Regions from separate parts of the Sus scrofa genome. Here all the other regions are linked to region 3. A link is a contact called in public HiChIP or PLAC-seq and promoter capture Hi-C data. All regions are on one chromosome and are shown on one strand. The core of a region is the stretch at or near the end of the contact, and the rest is flanking DNA. Distances in the headings are between cores, read along the strand shown. Region 1 holds the start of CEP135 (centrosomal protein of 135 kDa). Region 2 holds the start of LOC100621115 (nitric oxide-associated protein 1-like). Region 3 holds the start of SRP72 (signal recognition particle subunit SRP72). Region 4 holds the start of LOC100626988 (nitric oxide-associated protein 1). Region 5 holds the start of KIAA1211.

Region 1 (2,700 bases), core at 185-2,684, 480 kb after region 3:
ATCAAGTGCCCATCCTGGCTCAGTGGAAATGAATCTGACTAGTACCCATGAGGACGCAGGTTTGATCCCTGGCCTCGCTCATTGGATTAAGGATCCATCGGAGTTCCCGTCTTAGCGCAGTGGTTAACGAATTCGACTAGGAACCATGAAGCTGTGGGTTCAATCCCTGACCTTGCTCAGTGGGTTAAGGATCCAGTGTTGCCCTGAGCTGTGGTGTAGATCGCAGATGCGGCTGGGATCCTGCGTTTCTGTGGCTCTGGCGTAGGCTGGCGAATACAGCTCCGATTGAACCCCTAGCCTGGGAACCTCCATATGCCGCAGCAAGTGGCCCTAGAAAAGGCAAAAAGACAAAAAAAAGGATCCATCGTTGCCTGAGCTGTGGTGCACGTCACAGACAGGGATTGGATCCTGCATTGCTGTGGCTGTGGTGCAGACAGGCAGCTGTGGCTCCAATTTGACGCCTAGCCTGGGAACTTCCACATTCAAGGGGTGCGGCCCTAAAAAGCAAGAGAATAAAAATAAAAAAACCCAGAACCAGCAGGACCTCGCCATCCAAACATTTCTCCTTGTCTGGCACCGACTTTGGTTACCCAGAAATACTACCTGCTCACATCCTTCTAAGATAGAGAAGCAGGAGTACGAATCAAAACACTCATCAACACACAAGAGAGATGAAAGATTAAAATCCTTCCAAGAAGGACAAAAAGCTGGTACCAACGTTCCCCACCCCCGCTCCAGGAGCGTCTGTACTCAGCTCCCTGCAGGACAACAGGCGCGGAGGCTCGGCGCTCCACGCGCGCTCACCACCACCCGGAGCCAGCGCGGCGCGTTTTCCCAGAGGCCCGGGACGTGTCTACGCCCAGGCCCGAACCGAACCGGGTCCTTCCCTGAGAGCCGCAAACGGGCGGAGGTCGCCGCCAAGGCTCGGCCTGCGCTCGGGCCTGTCTGCGTTTACCAAGCGCCGAGGGACCAGCTGGGAAGAGGGCGCTCCCACCTCGAGCAACCGGCCAGCAGCAGCGGCTGCGCGGGGCCGGTGGAGGCTGCCGCGAGCGCAGCGGCGGAGCCAGGTCCGCAGCCCGAACCCGCTCCCCGCACGGCTCCCGCCAGCGGGCGGCCGCGGCGCCAGAGTCCCCGCCCGGGCCCCACTTCCTCCCCCACCGCGCCGCCCGCCCGGTCCGTGCTCACCCGCCGCCCCGGCTGCCGCTCCCTCCGCTCGCGGTCGCATCCCCTGCGCCTGCCTCGCTCGCTGGCTTCCGCCGCCGCGGACACCGGCTCCGGCGCTGGGACAGTTTGAAAATGGCACGGACGGACTATCGCGACCGGCGCGGAGTAGGCGCAGCGGTTGCCTCGGTAACGGGAGCGGAAGACGGGTCGCCGCGCGCGGCGGGGACGCGCCCGATTCTGATGGCGGCGCCGGGCCCAGGCCCGGAAACGAACGGGCCTGGAAGGTGCGGCGCTGCGGCGCCTTCTGGCGGCGGGAGCCGGAACCACCGCGGCGGCCGTCGTCCAGGCTGCGCCTGTCGTTGCCTTGAACTTCCTTGACCTTCGGGGCGCTGGGTTAGAGCCTGTGCAGCCCTGGTCCCTGCAGCCGGTTAGCCTTCACCCTCCGGGGACGCCTGCTCCCCACGTGAACTCAGCCGAAGTACCCGGTTGTCTGTGCAACTTTCCCTGACAACCACCCAACGCAGTTAACTAACTTTGCTCCCGCACCCCCGGCCTCTTACAGATGTCCAGATCCCAATATTATACTCATCCCGTTATGATGAGCATAACATCATTGCGTTTGAGTTCTTGAGTTAGAGCTCCTCTGTCAAACGTCATTGTCTTTGTATGTTTACCTCTGCCGCCCCCTACTGCGCATTCCTGGAGTCAGTTTATTTCACTCAGCTGTTTCTCTAGCACCAACCGCAAGAAACATTCGAGAATGGAATCAAATGTAAATCAACTGGCTATAGAGAACCTGTTCACATTGAGAAAATGCATGGTCGGATATTGGAATTCCATTTGTCGCGTGGAAACTTCTAGATGATCAGAGAGGCGTTCATCGCCTCCTGTTTACTCTTCTCCCAAGCAGGGCATCCATTTTGAAGATGCACTTAATCCTTGTGTATATATATCTCACCTAATTGCTCTGTGGGCCGTGAATAACTTTGTACGCATTCATATATCGCTTTAACCGTTTCCGCAGGGAGCCCTGTCCCTCTTCCCACATCCTTCAATAAGCTGTTTTATGGAATTTCTAGGAGGCAATGAGGCTCCGTGGATGGCTTTTGTAGTCTTGAACACGTACAGTTAAAGACTTTTTTGTTGCCTAGCAACAAATATCTTTTTTGAAAATAGGGAGCCATAAATAAATATCATAGCAAATGACTATGCAACAGTCACCCAGTCCAGAAGACTCTTTGGCTTCCCTTTGTCCCAAACACATAGCCATTAGAAAATACAAAAACTAAAATCAAAGAAATTTAAAAGATGAGTGGGACACTGAAGTTGCAGTCCAGTTTTGCTCCAGATGTCACGGAAGACCAGTGCAGGCGCACTGCTGGGCCGCAAGGCCTGAGGTCAGGGCCCTGGTTCCTCTGGCACACAGAATTATTGCTGCTCAGCACTCAGGTCCTGGCTTTGAGCGAGAGGGTGGGCTGAGGAGGCAGAAAGAAAAAGAAACCAAGCCTCATCTGGGCTCTCTAGGTCCCCCACATC
Region 2 (2,700 bases), core at 187-2,686, 500 kb before region 3:
TCCAGCACAGTGAATTAAAGATCCAATGTTTCCACAGGCGTGGCTTAGTTCGTTAGCTGCAGCTTGGATCTGAGCCCTGGCCTGGGTACTCCAAATGCCGTGGGGCCGCCAAAAAAGAGAGAAAAAAATACATATATGTACATACACACATACATATAACGAAAAAGCGGTACACACTAAAGATGCTATATGTAAAAAGAAAATGAGTATATATTAGCCCTGTTGAGTAAAAAAGTCATCTCTCAAGATAATTTACTTAAGCGGAAAGCAGAGTGAAGGACGCCAAACAAGCCCAATCCCCCCTCCCACCCTGTATTCTCTGCACCGGCTGTATTTGCAGAGCCTAGCACATCGCCCAGCACAAGCTGACGTTCAAACATTCGACTATTCAATAAATCCACTATCTCTGACGTTAAGGGAAGTCGAGGAGCCCTTTGCTTCAGATGAACCCCAAACACCGGTACTGGTCGCAGAAGCCGCCTGCTATTTCAATACGGACGGATGGGGGTGTCACTTTTCCAGAAGCAGCCAGTGGAGACAACAAACGTTATAAATGCTGCGCTCCCCGCCGGTCCACCCTCCTAGTTCGTCCCCGGCCCGGGGATGGAGGGGAAAACGCCTGGGGACCCCGCGCGGCGGGCGGGGAAGAAGGCCTCAAACCCTCGACTCGCCCGGCTCCCACGTTTCCCCCCTCCGACGGTTCGCCGCGCAGTGTTCTAAAGGGTCACCTACCCTCGTCCGCGTCATACATGTTGGCACACGACCCCGGAGCTCCCAATCCTCGAAGTGAAACGCAGGACACCGCCAGCAGCCACCGCCAGCAGGCTCCCCCCGGCCGCAGCGCCAGGCAAAGTGATTTCCGTTTCCGGCGCTCCCAGAATATCCTGCGGCTCCCGCGAAACCCCGCCCACAAAGAAGCCGCCGTAAGGTTTGCGCCTGCGCGAAAGTAGGCTAAGGCCTGCGAAAGGTTAGTGCTACACATGCGCAGTTTGGGGGTTGACTCTTCTGTGGCTGCCCCGCGGGGCCGCGTCACAGCTACCGAATGAAGTCTTGTTTTGCAATGTTGTTGCACAAATAGTAGCCCCTGGAGACAATAAGATTTGTTAATAAAAGGATGTAGTTGTGCTTTATTTTTTCAGTTGCAAAAACTTTAAAAAAAGTTTTGAAAAATGACTACTCTGTACATCAACTATACCTCAGCTTTGTTAAAGTTTAAAAAGTGCGATTTCTGGAGTTCCCGTCGTGGCTCAGTGGTTAACGAATCTGACTAGGAACCATGAGGTTGCAGGTTCGATCCCTGGCCTCGCTCATTGGGTTAAGGATCCAGCATTGTCGTGAGCTGTGGTGTAGGTCCCAGACGCGGCTCGGATCTGGCGTTGCTGTGGCCCTGGCGTAGGCCGGCAGCTACAGCTCCGATTCAACCCCTAGCCTGGGAACCTAATGGTAAAAAGACCAAAAAAAAAAAAAAAAAAAAGTGCGATTTCTGAGCTGCAGGCAGCAGCCGAAGCCCGACCAAAGCCTCACTCGCTGGCTGACCTAGCCAACCCCGCCGAGCCCGGACCTCCCGTGCCTTTAGCTCCGCCTTAGGTGGGTTCTCGGGCCTCAGCGGCTTCATCGCGAGATCTCACGAGATGCGATCGGGAGGAGGAGCCGAAGGGCGACGCTGACCAATGACAGCTCTCTGGTCGTCCCAGGCTTTTTCCGGTTTACCAAGCAGCTGGGGCCGCAGTGCGCGTGCAAACCCGTGGCCTGCGCTTGGCCCGCGCCCACGTGCCCATGCCGCCCGCGCGCCTCGCTCCTAGGCTGCTGTGCGGCCTCCTGCGAGGTGGCTCTCCCACGGCCAGGCGCCTTGGTCTCCGGGACGCGCTCCTGGCAAACCGGTGGCCCGCCCCTGGCCCGCGCCCGCGTTTCCATGCTGCCCACGCGCCTCGCTCCTAGGCTGCTGTGCGGCTTCCTGCAGGGAGCCTCTCCCACGGCCGCGCGCCTTGGTCTCCAGGACGCGCTCCTGGAGAGGAGATGTGCGGCCAGCCTTTCATCCCAGCGCCCGTGGGCCCTGGGCCGGGGGCGTTCTCGGTACCGGACTGCGACTGGGGGCAGCGAAGGAAGGGCCGACCTAGAGGAGAGTTTTCTGTTCCCCGAGTACATCCCGGAGCCGGAGCCCGCACCGACCCTCCAAGACCAGCTACGAGAGGTGCAGCAGCGGCAAGAAGAGAACGAACGACAGATGCAGCAGCGGCGGGAGGAGCGGCGCCAGCAGAAGCTCCGGGCCGCTCGGCGGGTGCAGCGGGCGCAGCCGGTCGTGGGGCACCCGGACCCGACGGTGGCACCCAGCGGCCTGAACTGTTCGGGATGCGGGGCGGAGCTGCACTGCCAGGACCCCGGCGTGCCCGGCTACCTGCCCAGCGAGAAGTTCCTCCGCGCGGCGGCGCAGGCGGACGGCGGGCTGGCGAGGACGGTGTGCCAGCGCTGCTGGTTGCTGGTGCACCACCGGCGCGCCCTACGCCTGCAGGTGAGTCCCGAGAAGTACCTGGAGCTCGTGAGCGCCGCGCTGCGGCGGCCCGAGCCCGCCCTGGTGTTATACATGGTGGACCTGCTGGATCTGCCCGACGCCCTGCTGCGCCACCTGCCCGCGCTCGTGGGCCCCAAGCAGCTGATCGTGCTGGGGAACAAGGTGGACCTGCTGCCCCAGGACGCCCCCGG
Region 3 (2,700 bases), core at 34-2,533:
TACTTCACAGCAAAAGAAAAAAGTTCACATAGAACTTGGAAGCAAATGTCAGCTTTGAGTACAGGGTTGTCACTAATGCCTTGAGGTCCTGGACAAGTCATTTGACTGCCAAATCTCAATTTTCTTTTCTTTTTTGTCTTTCTGCCTTTTCTTGAGCTGCTCCCAAGGCATATGGAGGTTCCCAGGCTAGGCGTCTAATCGGAGCTGTAGCCACAGGCCTACGCCAGAGCCACAGCAACGCTGGGATCCGAGCCGCGTCTGCGACCCACACCACAGCTCACGGCCACGCCAGATCCTTAACCCACTGTTAAAGGATGAACAGTAAAGGCTGTTGAAAATTCACACTTGTATGTTACAGAAATACCTCGTATGTTATTTCTGTAACTACATTTCCACACCTAACAAATACAGGGAATATCTTCAGGTAAAAATTTACCTCGACAGAGCTTAAAAAGCATGGCCGTATTACACTTGGATGACGAAGGATAAAATATGGGCTGAACGTCATATCGGAGGAGCTGACTCGAAATGATCAGATAAACTTTGCTTTGCAAGGTTATTTCAAACGTCACTGCTTTTACACACTCTTTTTCTGGTGTGGGGCGGGCCTGTCTGCGGACGTCGGATCCAGCCCGAGCCTCTACCCCGAGTGGGTGCGGCTTCCACCTCGTCAGTGCTAGCTTCCCAATGACGTGTCCTAGGCGCTGCCTCCCCGCGCTGCGCCCCAAGAGAACAGGCCCCTCAGCGATACTGTCTCATCACCCCGCTAAAAGGCGGGCGAAAAGGACGCGATGGGAATGGAGCATTTGCAAGACTGGACGTGCAAACAGTGCAGTGTAATAAAAACACCTTGGAGGGGACTCCGGCAGCTGCAGTCCCTTCAGAGATGCCCTGGCCTCGCGCAGAAGGTAGAGAGGGAAGCAAACGTGGCCTGAAGCCGCCACGGACCCAGGGCCGGCCAGGACGCGGAGGGGCTGCGTCCCGCGTCCGCTGGGCGCTCCAGCCGCGGCGGCGGTGGGCTCTCCCCTCCCCGGGTCTGCCGGGAGGTGGTCACGCGCCCCCGAAGGAGGCCGCATCCTCCCGGCGGGCCGGCTCCCCCGGCCCCGGCGCCCACGCGGGCACTTACTCTTATTGACGGTTTTGAGAGCGCGCGTAAAGTCGCCGTTCTGGCCGTAACGGTTCACTTCGCTCCAGAGTGCAGGCACCGACACCCCCCCACCGCCGCCACCGCTCGCCATCTTGGCGGGGACGCGGGCGACCTCTGACCCGGAAGAGGATGCGGAGGGTCCGCGCGAAGCGGAAGCCGGGGCCGCGGGGCTCGGGGGTCGGAGGCACCCAGAACCGTGAGGCGGTGTCGGCTCCGCCGGCGTGGTTCGTAGAGCTAGGAGTGCACGTAGACAGAGCCGATGCGCCGTACTTGGAGCGGGTTGGAGGAACAACCCCTGAAGCCCGGGGCGGGGGGGCGGGTAGCGGGGCGGCGGCGGCGCAACGTGCGTTTCCGGGGTGGTGGCGGCGCAGCGTGCCTGCAGAGGCGGAGCTGGGCAGCAGTCCCCGGAGCCTAGGGGAGGCCTGTGTGGTGGGGAAGCACTGCTGGAAGCCGTGGGAGGCCTCGCTAGGGGAGGGCAGGGCCGAGTCGGCTTCCTGCTGCCTAGAACTGCCCCGAGGAATCACCGTCCGAAGGGGGTCTGGGCAGGGGATTCGGAAAACCTGGGGCTGGTTCTGGGTAATCCAGGCGGAGAAGCGAACATGAGGAAAGGCACAGAAAAAGCAAAGACTCTCCAGGCGCCAAGCATGTTTGGTGAATCCCCCTCGGCTGCCAGGTCGGGAGCAGTGGGCACTAAGGCCCGAAGGGTAATGAGTTTGGAGCGAGAATACCCAGGTACCATTCCTGGCTCTGCGACCCCCCAGATGTCTGACGGAGCGGGATGTCAGAGTCCCAGTTTTCGCCACCATAAAGTATGGGTGACGTATCAGGGTTGTAGGATAAATGATACCTACGCATCCGGGCACAATAAGCGCTGGAGTGACACAGGAATGTAGGGGTTAGGATGTGTTTGAGGGTCAGGACCGAGTACCTAAAGGAGTGTGCTCCTCCGGAGAATGACAGGCTCTTCCATTGAACGCCTCCTCTGCAGACCCATTTTTGGCACCATCTTACCGCTTCCTGCCACTCCCCGCCTCTTTCCCAGCAGCCTAGCTAATGCCTTTTCTATATCGCTGTGTCCTTCTGGTTCCAGAGAACAAGTTAGCACTCTGATTGCGCAGCAGTTCCCCCATGACACCCTCTTGGAGCTCTCTACCCTGAGCACTGCTCGTTTAAGGTCCGTCTCTCCACAGGGACTACAATTCCTAGTGGCCCTAGGATTTAGCACGTTTCCTGGCCTATAGTTGGAACGCTACTTTTTAACTGAATGGACTTTTACTTATTTCTCCCCTACTCTTTGCGTTCTTTGTGAGCAGAAGCGATGTCCAGCTCCTGGTTATGTCCCATGGCGCCTGGCACATTCCATCTGTGGTCCCTATGTGCAGTGGAGAAACGGCACTAATGGTCCAGTGAACTCTGCCTCAGGAGGGTACGATCTCTTGTGAGTTAGTACAAATCACCAGGAGAGCTGTGGACCTCTGCTGCCTGCATAACTGTCACACGTTTCAAGCCATTTATATCTGACTTTCAGATGGATGCAGAGAGCTCTAGATGAT
Region 4 (2,700 bases), core at 144-2,643, 350 kb before region 3:
TGTAAAAAAAAAGATACTGGCCCTATTCAATAAGCAAACACCACCTCCTAGAACTGTGTCACCTTGTGGAAAACGGAGATGTAAAAGTCATCTCTCAAGATAATTTACTTAAGCGGAAAGCAGAGTGAAGGACGCCAAACAAGCCCAATCCCCCCTCCCACCCTGTATTCTCTGCACCAGCTGTATTTGCAGAGCCTAGCACATCGCCCGGCACAAGCTGACGTTCAAACATTCGACTATTCAATAAATCCACTACCTCTGACCTTAAGGGAAATCGAGGAGCCCTTTGCTTCAGATGAACCCCAAACACCGGTACTGGTCGCATGGGGGGCCGCTCTTCCAAAACGGGGAGGTGTCACTTATCCAGAAGCAGCCAGTGGAGACAACAAATGTCATAAATGCTGCGCTCCCCGCCGGTCCACCTTCCAAATCCCTGGTTCGTCCCCGGCCCGGGGAAGGCGGAGGGGGGAACGCCTGGGGACCCTGCGCGGCGGGCGGGTGAGAAGGCCACAAACCCTCGACTCGCCCGGCTCCCACGTTTCCCCCTCGAGCGGGTCGCCGCGGTGTTTCTGAGGGGCCACCTACCCTCGTCTGCGTCACACAAACCCACAAGTGGGTCACAAGACGCGAACCCAAAAAAGCACAGGGAGAAAAGACCACCGACGACCTGAGCACCACACAAATGAACCCAGTCTGGGGGTCCCAAAACTTCCTGTACCTCACGCCAGCACCGCCCACTAAGACTCCCCGTAAGATCTGCGCTAGCGTACCAAGCCAGCACCGCCCATGGGGGCGCCTAGTAAGGTCTGCGCTTGCGCTCCAAGCCAGCACCGCCCACGGGGACGGCGCTTAAGGTCTGCGCCTGCGTCCCAGGCCTGCACTGCCCAAGAGGCTGCCGCATACTGTGTGCGCCTGCGCGAAGAGTGAAGCATTTGCTAACGTCCAGAATTGCACATGCGCAAATCGTGGGTTCAGACTTCTCTGGTCAGAAGACATGACTACGGCTACGCTCAGTCTTGGAACCAGATAATAAAGTTTTTTTTAATATTCCACTAATAATGACACCTGAAAAAAACCCAAGTGGATGTATCACAAAAGGCTTTGTGGTTATAATTTTACGGCCTTAGGTGTTATATATTTGCCAGTTACATAGCCAAAAAACAGGAAGAAATGAGATTTCCGAGCTGCAGACAGTACCAGCGGCAGCGCGCTGAAGAAGCCCGGAAGTAGGCAAAGCTTCACTGGCTGCCCAAACTGGCCAACCCAGCGGAGCCCGCACCTACAAAGCCTTTAGCTTCGCTTTAGGTGGGTTCTCGGCATCAGAGGCTTCATCGCGAGATCTCACGAGATGAGACCAGGGAGGAGGAGCCGAAGGGCGACGCTGACCAATGACAACTCTCTGGTCGTCCCAGGCTTTTTCTCGTTTACCGCGCAGCTGGGGCCGCAGTGCGCGCGCGAAGGGGTGGTCCGCCCCTTGCCACCCTTGCTCCTAGGCTGCCGTGTGGCCTCCTGCAGGGAGCCTCTCCCACGGCCGCGCGCCTTTGGCTCCGGGACGCGCTCCTGGATAGGAGATGAGTGGTCAGCCTCTCATCCCAGCACTCGTGGGGCCTGGGCCGTGGGCGTCCTCCGTGCCAGACTGAGACTGGGGTCAGCGAAGAGAGGAGAGTTTTCTGTTCCCCAAGTACATCCCGGAGCCGGAGCCCGCACCGACCCGCCAAGACCAGCTACGAGAGGTGCAGCAGCGGCAAGAAGAGAACGAACGACAGATGCAGCAGCGGCGGGAGGAGCGGCGCCAGCAGAAGCTCCGGGCCGCTCGGCGGGTGCAGCGGGCGCAGCCGGTCGTGGGGCACCCGGACCCGACGGTGGCACCCAGCGGCCTGAACTGTTCGGGATGCGGGGCGGAGCTGTACCGCCAGGACCCCGGCGTGCCCGGCTACCTGCCCAGCGAGAAGTTCCTCCGCGCGGCGGCGCAGGCGAAGGGCGGGCTGGCGCGGACAGTGTGCCAGCGCTGCTGTCTGCTGGTGCACCACCGGCGCGCCCTGCGCTTGCGGCGGCTGGAGTCCGCGCTGGTGCTGTACAAGGTGGACCTGCTTGATCTGCCCGACGCCCTGCTGCCCAACGTGCCCGCGCTCGTGGGCCCCAAGCGCTGATCGTGCTGGGGAACAAGGTGGACCTGCTGCCCCAGGACGCCCCCGGATACCGGCAGCGCATCCGGGAGCGGCTGTGGGACGACTGCCCCCGCGTCGGTCTCCTGCCTCTTGGCTCCCGGAGGTCCCAACACCCCGGCCGGAAGCAGCCGCGGGACCGGGCGGATAAGGCGAACCACTCGGCCAGGTCCCATGCGGTGCTTAAGGACGTGCGGCTCATCAGCGCCAAGACTGGCTATGGAGTCAAAAAGTTGATCTCCGCGCTCCAGCGCTCCTGGCGCTACCGCGGCGACGTCTACCTGGTTGATGCCACAAACGCTGGCAAGTCCATTTTCTTCAGCATGTCCCAGCGTTTTTTGAGGGTTTTTTGGTTTGTTTAATTGTCTTGTAATGTGCTGGTTTAGCAGATTTTTCATTGTAGAATATAAGTTCCGTCTCTTTTTTAGGGCCGCACCCGCAGTATATGCAAGTTCCTAGGCGAGGGGTTGAATCGGAGCTGTAGCTCCGGGTCGCTCAGATCTGAGCCGCGTCTACACCACAGCTTTCGGCAACA
Region 5 (2,700 bases), core at 144-2,643, 390 kb after region 3:
TTTTTTTACCCCCCTCACATATCTGAGTTGAAGTAAAGCATGCATATCGCCTACATAAAATGCATTCTTCGAAATGTTTCTTTTAAAAAACCTGCCTTTGACATTTTTCTTACAGGCAATTTTCTGTTCAATATATTGAACTAGGATTCGGTTTTCTCACAAAATAAAGGACGGATTTAGTGAAAGTGTCTTTCCTTTGTTGACTTGTTCAAATTATTGAAAACTGATTGTTGTTTTCAGATTCCTGAGTCACATACGAGGCCAAACAGTTGTGAGCCATTTTATATATATAATCCAACAACTACTACAGGTGATTTTCACAGGGAAATGACGACTGAATGACAACTTGATGAACTGACTATCTGCTACAAAATACTGACCCAGAACCTTTTACTCAATCGCCTCACGCTTTGTACTCTCACCGCTCCGTCTCCACCCGCACCGCCCCCAACAAGCGCTCCCGCACCTACAGCAGATCAGTTTCCGGGCCATTATTCTTAAAACCGTATTAAAATTTCACAACGCGCGCTCCTGGCTACTAGGTTTCCTCCCCTCCCCTGCCCTCCCCCGCCACCCCGCCCATCCACTGAATCCATGTGGCTTTCAATCAATTTTTTCCTCGGAAAATTCAGAAAACGATTACGATGCTCTGTCCTGAGAACCTGTGAGATGTCAACGCCTGTCCCTGTGTCGCCGATGAGCATGAATGAGAGCCGTGCCCCAGCCGCCGCCTCGGCGGGGTGCGGAGGTCCGACCTCGCCGCCAGCGCTCGGCGACCAGGGACGACCACGGGGCCGGGAAACCGCCACCAGAGCCCTGGCCGAAGCGAGCGAAGACCCGGGCTAGAGCCCTGGCCGAAGCGAGCGAAGACCCGGGCTAGAGCCCTGGCGACTGGCGGCCCCGCCGGCGCTCCAGCCGGTGCCCCCGGGGCAAACCTTTGTCTGGCCTCGGCCGTCCAGCCGGGGGCTCAGCGGAATAGGGGCAGCGAGGGCGGGGGCCCGGGCCCGGGCGGGGGCCAGACAAAGCCCCGCGCTCGGGCTCGACCGCCCGGCTCGCCGCCCCCGCGCAGCTGGGCTCGCGCTCGGAAGGCCGGCGAGGGCTAGGGCGAGGGTCGCCGCGCCGACACGTGCAGGGGGCGCGGGGCTCCCCGCGTGGGACCCGGGGCGGCGCGGGCGGGGGTTGCCGGGGAGGGGAGGGGACCCGCCCGCGGCGCCCATTGTCTGCGCGGGCCGCGGGCAGGAGGGCGCTCACCTGAGGTCCCCGCCGGGCTGGCCCCGGGCCGGACGGCGACGCGCACTCGGGCGCGGGCGGGACGCGGAGGCCCAGGCGGCGCCCCTGCAGCCCGCGCCGCGGCCCCGCAGCTCCCGCCCTCAGGCGGCCGCCGCCTCCATTGCGCTGCCCGCCGCCGCCGCCGCGCGGCACTGCGCGCCCGGCTCGCCGCCCAGTCACATGCTCCGCCCGCGCCTCGGGCGCTCGGACCCGCGCGCGGCCCCGCCCGGCCTCGCCCCCCGGGACGGACGCACCCCGCGGCGCTTTCCCCTGGGAGCCAGCTGGCGTGGCGCGGGGCCGCTCGGGACGCCTGGGACCGCGGCTGCTGCGGGGGCTCCCGCGGGGCGCACACCCAGCCCTGGTACCTGCTCGAGCCGGAGAGCGAGGCTAGCCACCCGCATTGCACTGGGAATCTCGCCCAGCCCAGCCGCGACAGCGACAAATGACACTGGGATCCCGAACGTCAAACGAGTTGAAAGATGCCACGCAGAAACAGGCTTAAAATTGCTTTGCCAGTGCATCTGAACGGAGTGAGCTGACATTGGGCATTATTGTCCCCAACAGTAATGAAATTAAATACTGACTTTGAATATTGAATTTTAAGGAGACTATTTGTCTTTTCCTTTTGTGGCCTAACTACAAACACCAAGACTTTTTCTCCATATGTTTTGCTATGACTCCATGGAATCTGGAAATCCGTTTCTGGTGATCTTTTCCTTCACTATGCTAATAATGATTCTAAAAACAATCTCATATTATTAATCAAGGAAGTAAAAACAAAGAAAAAATTGCGACAAAAGATGCAGAAGATAAGGAGTAACCCTAATAGGTACTCGATCCTGAGTCAGATGTCCCATTGCCAGAGAAAGGACTACTAATTTTAATGCAAGTGCGAGACTTAAGGGAGCAACTCTGATCCTGGGAGAATCTAGTGCTATGGCCTTATCCAGCTGGACTTTTCTAGATCAACATTTTAATTATCTACCAGAATATGGCTGTGCATTTTTATAAGTATAGCTGTCATTGCTCAGTGCTTGAATATTCTGAATAATGTCTGCTTTATTCCAAACAAGCATAATGAAGAATTTTATAAAAGGTTCAACCAGTTCCATTTGATTTGCTCTAGTAGCACTAGAGGTTCTCAGAAGCCAAAATTAGATCTGTATAGAACATATAACTGGGGTCTTTTTCTTGACATATTAGAGTCTAGCCAAGGACATAAAACACACTCTATGAAAATCCAAATTTACACCAATCAGGTGTAGGTCTGCTATTCTTTGATGCTTCTGGGCAAGGAACACCAAATTATATACCCTTAAAATATCGAGAGAGTCCTAGAGAATTTAGGTTCATATTAGACCTCTCTAGCTCTAATGGACTGTGGGTCTCAGAAGCCTCAGAAATCAGAAGCTATCAGGCACCACTTTAGAC

The links. Promoter capture Hi-C pulls out the DNA fragments that hold promoters and counts their contacts. HiChIP or PLAC-seq counts read pairs in DNA pulled down with a chosen protein or histone mark.
Region 1: an H3K27ac HiChIP or PLAC-seq map of skeletal muscle shows a contact between it and region 3, with 7 times the contacts expected there. The contact joins the promoter of CEP135 here to the promoter of SRP72 in region 3. A contact is called at or near these places in 2 of 5 promoter capture datasets (fetal skeletal muscle and liver), 3 of 47 Hi-C or Micro-C datasets (embryonic fibroblasts and fetal skeletal muscle) and 2 of 2 datasets of contacts at active chromatin or transcription factors (alveolar macrophages and skeletal muscle).
Region 2: an H3K27ac HiChIP or PLAC-seq map of alveolar macrophages shows a contact between it and region 3. The contact joins the promoter of LOC100621115 here to the promoter of SRP72 in region 3. A contact is called at or near these places in 1 of 5 promoter capture datasets (liver), 1 of 47 Hi-C or Micro-C datasets (liver) and 1 of 2 datasets of contacts at active chromatin or transcription factors (alveolar macrophages).
Region 4: a promoter capture Hi-C map of liver shows a contact between it and region 3, with 4 times the contacts expected there. The contact joins the promoter of LOC100626988 here to the promoter of SRP72 in region 3. A contact is called at or near these places in 1 of 5 promoter capture datasets (liver), 2 of 47 Hi-C or Micro-C datasets (heart right ventricle and liver) and 1 of 2 datasets of contacts at active chromatin or transcription factors (alveolar macrophages).
Region 5: a contact with region 3 is called in a promoter capture Hi-C map of fetal liver, with 5 times the contacts expected there. The contact joins the promoter of KIAA1211 here to the promoter of SRP72 in region 3. A contact is called at or near these places in 1 of 5 promoter capture datasets (fetal liver) and 1 of 47 Hi-C or Micro-C datasets (embryonic fibroblasts).

What each region holds. Positions count from the first base shown.
Region 1 is chr8:55,249,636-55,252,335 of Sscrofa11.1, reverse strand. CEP135 (centrosomal protein of 135 kDa) reads right to left here and starts at 1,434. Exons shown (of 26, transcript XM_021101350.1): 1 at 1,186-1,434.
Region 2 is chr8:56,230,918-56,233,617 of Sscrofa11.1, reverse strand. LOC100621115 (nitric oxide-associated protein 1-like) reads left to right here and starts at 1,436. Exons shown (of 7, transcript XR_002346682.1): 1 at 1,436-2,700. POLR2B (DNA-directed RNA polymerase II subunit RPB2) reads right to left here and starts at 888. Exons shown (of 25, transcript XM_003129037.5): 1 at 733-888. The coding sequence starts at 751.
Region 3 is chr8:55,727,785-55,730,484 of Sscrofa11.1, reverse strand. SRP72 (signal recognition particle subunit SRP72) reads right to left here and starts at 1,283. Exons shown (of 20, transcript XM_021100536.1): 1 at 1,127-1,283. The coding sequence starts at 1,238.
Region 4 is chr8:56,082,575-56,085,274 of Sscrofa11.1, reverse strand. It overlaps LOC100626988 (nitric oxide-associated protein 1), which reads left to right and starts at 1,393. Exons shown (of 4, transcript XM_013978717.2): 1 at 1,393-1,642; 2 at 1,645-2,142; 3 at 2,145-2,700. The coding sequence starts at 1,393. The coding sequence ends at 2,527. The region is part of intron 1 of LOC100621006 (RE1-silencing transcription factor-like); the gene reads right to left.
Region 5 is chr8:55,335,056-55,337,755 of Sscrofa11.1, reverse strand. It overlaps KIAA1211, which reads right to left and starts at 1,393. Exons shown (of 10, transcript XM_021101362.1): 1 at 1,252-1,393.